2 separate regions of the Pan troglodytes genome follow, and region 1 is linked to region 2. A link is a contact called in public HiChIP or PLAC-seq data. All regions are on one chromosome and are shown on one strand. Each heading gives the region's core, a stretch centred on a gene start, on an enhancer-like site or on the middle of the called end of the contact. The rest is flanking DNA. Distances are from core to core; before and after follow the strand shown.

Region 1 (3,160 bases), core at 491-2,990, 120 kb after region 2:
TGGGACTACAGGCCACGCCACCATGCCCAGCCAATTTTTTTTTTGAGACGGAGTCTTGCTCTATCGCCCAGGGTGGAGTGCAGTGGTGCCATCTCAGCTCACTGCAAGCTTCGCCTCCCAGGTTCATGCCATTCTCCTGCCTCAGCCTCCTGAGTAGCTGGGACTACAGGCATATGCCACCACACCCAGCTAATTTTTTGTATTTTTAGTAGAGACGGAGTTTCACCATGTTAGGATGGTCTCGATCTCCTGACCTCGTGATCTGCCTGCTTTGGCCTCCCAAAGTGCTGGGATTACAGGCATTAGGCACCGTGCCTGGCCCCAATTTTTGTATTTTTTGTATAGAAGGGGTTTTGCCATATTGCTCAGGCTGGTCTTGAACTCCTGAGCTCAAGCAATCCACCTGCCTCGGCCTCCCAAAGTGCTGGGATTGCAGGTGTATGCCACTTAGCCTGATACAACACTTAATAAGTTACTACATGTAAATAGCTGAGAACCGTCCCTGACGCAAAGCACTTTACACAGGAGGGACTGATTAAAAACTCTAATGTAAGCAGCCAGTAAAAACAGGTGAATGATAATTTGGATCTAGATCTGACAATTTCATTCTTAACCAAGAGAATGGGATGTCTAAAAAAACCTACAGTTGCTGCTTAATTTTAAAAAATCGATTGGGCAGGGCGCAGTGACTCGCTCCTGTAAGCCCAGCAGTTTGGGAGGCCGAGGTGGGTGGATCACGAGGTCAGGAGTTCGAGACCAGCCTGGCCAACGTAGTGAACCTCCCCCCCGTCTCTACTAAAAATACAAAAAATTAGCTGGGCGTGGTGGCAGTCGCCTGTAATCCCAGCTACTCGGGAGGCTGAGGCAGGAGAATTGCTTGAACCTGGGAGGCGGAGGTTGCAGTGAGCCGAGATCGCGCAATTGCACTCCAGCCCACGCGACAGTGCGAAGCTCCGTCTCAAAAAAAAAAAAAAAAAAAAAAAAATCGATTGAACTAATTTATTGATCACAGATCTTAGGGCTGGGTCAAGAAATCCTGTATACCAGTTAATGTCTTCATGCTATACTTAAGGAAGCAAGTAGGGAGGTAAGTAATCCTGGGCCTCCGAGTAGAATTTAGATCACACCCACACCCACCCACCTGAGCCCCAGACCAAAATGCCCGCAGAGCGTACCCATCACTTTTGTTCAAAATCACTTTCTTCGTAAGGACTTTACAGACCACTCCATTTAAAATCTCAACCATCCCCCCATCTTTGGAAACTCCCTTTCCTCTGTGGCACGTGCTTTCCAACTAGTGGGTATTAAAAAGTGATAACCTAAAAAGTCCAGGGACGGCAGGTGATGCGGGATTAAGGACTGAGACTCAAAGCTTAATCCTCCTAATATAAATGAAAAAGCTCAATATTCCCATTGCCCTGGTGGGAAGACTGCAAACTGCCAGCTTCAAACTGACCTCTGAGAAAGGAAGGCGGGGTTTAGACGCCAGTGTCTTCGGGAAACCCTGCCCGAGAGTGCCCGCGTCTCCAATTTACTACCAACCCTTGGTGCCCTCCCATCCCAACGTCGCAAATTTACTACCAACCCTTGGTGCCTCCCATCCCAACCTGCACCTGTGGCGACTTTGAGACTTGCCAGCGTTGCACGGAGAGAAGGAAAACAACCGCAACAACAGCCCAGGTCCACTGGAAAGGCACTTCCGGCAAGTGGATTCAGAGAGGCCCCTACTTCCTGAGGGCTGAAAAAAAATGAGTCCGGGTAGGGACTTGACCTGCGCTAACTGGTTCCTAGGCCCGGCTTACTGTTTGGGGGCCATTCTTAATTTCTAGTTGAATCCAGATGTTGAACGGTCCTTGAAGTTCTATTCCAGGGCTCCCAGGCAGCAGAATCTGCCCACAGAGTTCGGGAAAGTAGAGTGCAAGTACTGAAACAATCTCAGAATGATGGTGGTGAAGGAAGGTAAGAAACGGGATTTTAGGCCCAGTGTGACCTGAATTGCTTGCCATCTGTGGAACTTATGTTTTACTTTGCAAAACAGGGTTTATAAGGCCTATGGGGACACATCTCACTCTGCATTAGGGCCCTTTACTATCATTTAGAGGGGGAAAAAAGCCCAGTTCTTACATCCATTTTCTTTGCTGGGACCTATAAACTTCATTAAGGGTTAAAGAGCACAAGAGCAGGATTTTCACTTCCATGAAAGGTGTGGTGATAAGGGCCCTAGGCTTGGGGGTGGTTCGGAAAGTCAGATCATTTCTCCTACTGCCCTCGGCTTTATTTCTCGGCTATGTGACCTTGGGCAAGTCCCTTCTCTTATCTAGACTTGTTTCACAGGAAATGGCACCAGGCAATTTTAGTGTCCTTCCGTGTCTATGGATAAAACTGAAGACATGTAATAGGAAATCTCAGGGGCCCACGCCGGCCAGTCCCTCCAATCCTCCGGATTCTAGGTAGTCTAGCTTCCTGGTTGCCAGCCATTACACGGTTTAGCTTTCCGTGCCGGATGGAGCCACAGCGAAGTCTTCCTTAATAGTAAGCGCTTTTAGTCGAGCTAGGCCTTCAGTTTTATTGCCTTCTCTGTCATGGCAGCGCCGCCCCTTCCAGTAGTGCGATACCCAATGAGACTTCAGGTAGGAGAAACGGCACTGTCACAAGCGCAGGCTCTCGCCGGAATCCCGCCCTTCGCTGGGGCGGGGGAGTGACGCCTGCGCTCCAGGGGAACTACTACTCCCAGCGGGTAGCGCGGCCGACGCAGCCGCTCAGCCCCCGGGGCCAGGCCGTGTGGCCCGCTGGGGACTGGAGTCTCAACGACGCGCACACGTGAAGGAGCGGAAGGTGGGAAAGGGCCGGAAAACACACGTTCCTCCGAAACCGGTTTGCAAGTCCTTGTAGAGGTAGTTTCGGGACGCGCACTGGCCCAGGGGCGGGCTGTGGGAGGGTGAAGAAAAAAGGGATACACACATGCATACCCACCCACTCATTCATACGCGCCCAGGCCCTGGAAGTGGGCAGGGGGGTTAGAAGGGGCGTACTAAACTAGGCTTGTCCGTGCCTCAGGCGGCACGAGGAAAGGCAGAGGATTCAATTCTGTAGGGGGCAGAGGCGACCACGCGCCGCCTCAAGCGGCGAAGAAGGCAGCCGGGGGCGGGGCAGGGCATAA
Region 2 (3,267 bases), core at 598-3,097:
CTCCAAAGCTCCAGCCCGGGTCCTCCCGCCGAAGATCCCCTCCCCCACGGCTTCCATTCAGGTTCACCCTCCCGGATCCCAACCCGCCCTACCTGCTCCTTGCCCTCGGGCCCCGCGGGGCCCGTCCGCTCCTCCAGCCGCTGCCTCCCGGGCGGCGCTCGCCGGCGCGGCGGCAAAGACTGGGACAGCTCCGCTGCCCGCTGAACTCCATCCTCCCGGCGGTCGGGCGGCGGCGGCTGCGGTCGGTCGCGGCAGCGGCTCCGCTTCATATCTGCAGCTGGGGCCCGCGGGCGTCAGCGCCGCGACTGTCCCGGCTCCGCACTGCCCCGGGCCGCAGCGCAGCCGCGCCAACCACCACCCGCGGCCACCATGGCCGGGCGGGCTCCCTAAGCCACCGACCCCAGCCCGCGGCGCCTTCGAGCCTTCTGGGGCCTCCGGCGCCGCGACCTCCTCTGCGCTCCTCACGGAAGAGACAGCATCGCTGCCGCCTCGCCTTCTCCCACCCAGCACACGCTGGGCAGGCCACCCGCCGCCGGCTCAGCCGCCTGCCTACAGCCAGCCTTCGGCCGGCCCCGCCCCTCACGCGCGCGCACCGGGAGCCCGCCCGCCACCTCCGGCCGCGCGCCGCCTCCCGCGCACGCGCCAGCGAACGGTCGCAAAGGACCCGCCCGTGGCCCTGGCGCGCAGTCGGAGGACCAGAAGCGGGCGGGGCTCTCGGCGCGCCGGCAGCGGCTGCGGACTCCCATTGAATCTTTCATTCATCCATTCATGAAACTGCTGGGCCAAGCTCAGTGCTGGGGACCCAAAAATGAGTTCGAGTCGATCGGTGTCCTCAAGGAACTAGGGAGAGAGGGGCCGGGAGCAGGAAGGAGACAGAATAACACAACTAATGAATAGAAGGCTAATGCATGCCTTTTTATTTAGTGCCTGCCAACTCTCACCTAATTCTCACATCACACTTAGGAGGCAAATCTGCGCATTCTCATATTACAGATAAAGAGACTAAGGCGAAGTGAAATGCACCAGGTCACCCAGCAAATCAGTGATCAAACTAGACGGAATTCTGGCTCTTCTGTCCCTTTCCACCGTGTTTGCTCTTTCCGGACAGTAAGACAGTGTGGAAACGCCTATAAAAGTGGAAAAAGTGATGGATTCCTTCTGGGAGGAGGAGAGGACAAAAAAGGCATACAATGAAGTCATCGTGTAGAGCCCAGCCCAGTCTGCTGTGGCCTGGGTAGCCTGACCTGCTGCCTGCGGTGACTCATCTGCTCAGCAACGTGTGGTGGTAGCTCAGCTCTGGCCTCCCTCTGGCTTCAGCTGGTCTGCCACATGTTGTGTTTTTCCTCTTTTGACCTAGAAGCCTTGCTTAAAGCCTTCACCCATTTGTCCTGGGCCTCTTCCCTGACGCCTTTCTGAGTAATAAAAATAGCCAACACTATGGAGTGCCCACTGGATACCACACACTGTGCATTCAATTCAGACATACACAAACAAGAAGTAAGTTGTATTTCCATTTTACAGTTGAGGAAATAGGCTCAAATTACATAATATGCTCAACATCACACAGCTTGTAAGTCCAGAGCCAGGACTCAAACCCAGGTCTGTCAGATCCGGACAGAAAGACAGTGCGGAAACACCTATAAAAGTGGAAAAAGTGATGGATTCCTTCTGGGAGGCCGGGAGGATGCACATAACCAATGTGCTCTACGGCCTGTCACCAGCCTGCTCCTCTATTCCCTGTCCCAGTTCCTTACCACCCATCCAGTTGCCTCAACCAGAAACCTGGAAATCATCCTGGACTCCTTCCTTGTCCTTTCCTCACATCCAATAAATGAACAAGTCTTATTGCCTCTATAACCTCACTATTTCTCCAATCTGCCTCCTCTTTCCGTCCCATTGGCACCACCTCAAGTCTCATCTTCCCTCAGCTACTTGACTGAGAAAGCCTTCTAACGGGTTCACTTATGCCAGTCTCATTGTCTTTAAACTCATCCTTCAAAAAGCCCTCACAAGACTCTTCCTATATGTTACTTGCTTGCTTAAAACAATTAAATGGACCGGGTGCAGTGGCTCACGCCTATAATCCCAGCACTTTGGGGGGCCAAGGCAGGCAGATCATGAATTCAGGAGATCGAGACCATCCTGGCTAACACAGTGAAACCCCATCTCTACTAAAAATACCAAAAAATTAGCCAGGCGTGGTGGTGGGTGCCTGTAGTCCCAGCTACTCAGGAGGCTGAGAACTGCATGAACCTGGGAGACAGAGCTTGCAGTGAGCCAAGATCATGCCACTGCACTCCAGCCTGGGTGACAGAGCAAGACTCCGTCTCAAAAAAAAAAAAAAGAACAAACAGTTAAATGAGGCCGGGCACGGTGGCTCACTCCTGTAATCCCAGCACTTTGGGAGGCCAAGGCAGGTGGATAACGAGGTCAGGAGATCAAGACCATCCTGGCCAACACGGTGAAACCCTGTCTCTGCTAAAAATACAAAAAATTAGCTGGGCGTGATGGCGGGCGCCTGTAGTCCCAGCTACTCGGGAGGCTGAGGCAGGAGAATGGCGTGAACCCGGGAGGCGGAGCTGGCAGTGAGCCAAGATCGCGCCACTGAACTCCAGCCTGGGCGACAGAGCGAGATTCCATCTCAAAAAAAAAAGCAATTAAATGAATCTCAAGATGAAGTGTAAACTTACTATGGCTGGCAAGGCCATCCAAATCTGGCCTCTACCTCCCTCTCCTTCTCCCATTAATCCATGCGGTGACAACTATTTATAATTATTCCAGCTACATGTACAGGGTCTGTCACATCCTTAGTTACAAATAACAAACAACTCTGACTATCTTAAGCCTAAGGGGTAATTTCTTAGAAAGCTACATAGAATGGATCACAGAGCTGAACAGAGATAGGAGAAAAAGGCTTACGTAGCTGGCAGGAAACAAGGAGCCCCCACAGACTGAACCTCAGGGACAATCTCAGGACACTGCTGTCACAACCACCAGGCAATGAGCTGCGCTGCTACTGTGCACCCCTGCAAAGTAATTCTAACCCTCTCTTCATAGTTGCATCATCATTACAGATCAACAGTCTCTGGCAGGAGAACCCACTGACTCAGCCTTGGTAACTTAAGGACCAGAACCCATTCTACCTTCTCACCTTCCATACTGGTACTGCGAGAGTTATTGGGCAGATAGACTCTAAGCTAGTCCTCCTGCTCTACCTGCTTCCCAGTATTTTACACCTTTATGTAATCCCTTCCCATGAATGGAGAT

The links. HiChIP or PLAC-seq counts read pairs in DNA pulled down with a chosen protein or histone mark.
Region 1: a contact with region 2 is called in an H3K4me3 HiChIP or PLAC-seq map of stem cell-derived excitatory neurons, with 2.9 times the contacts expected there. The contact joins the promoter of GPBP1L1 here to the promoter of MAST2 in region 2. A contact is called at or near these places in 1 of 7 Hi-C or Micro-C datasets (stem cell-derived neural progenitor cells) and 1 of 1 datasets of contacts at active chromatin or transcription factors (stem cell-derived excitatory neurons).

The regions. Positions count from the first base shown.
Region 1 is chr1:185,279,507-185,282,666 of NHGRI_mPanTro3-v2.0_pri, forward strand. GPBP1L1 (GC-rich promoter binding protein 1 like 1) reads left to right here and starts at 1,741. Exons shown (of 12, transcript XM_054682638.2): 1 at 1,741-1,959. It overlaps TMEM69 (transmembrane protein 69), which reads right to left and starts at 3,053. Exons shown (of 3, transcript XM_063802542.1): 1 at 884-3,053; 2 at 1-146.
Region 2 is chr1:185,162,417-185,165,683 of NHGRI_mPanTro3-v2.0_pri, forward strand. It overlaps MAST2 (microtubule associated serine/threonine kinase 2), which reads right to left and starts at 1,848. Exons shown (of 29, transcript XM_063781249.1): 1 at 93-1,848. The coding sequence starts at 269.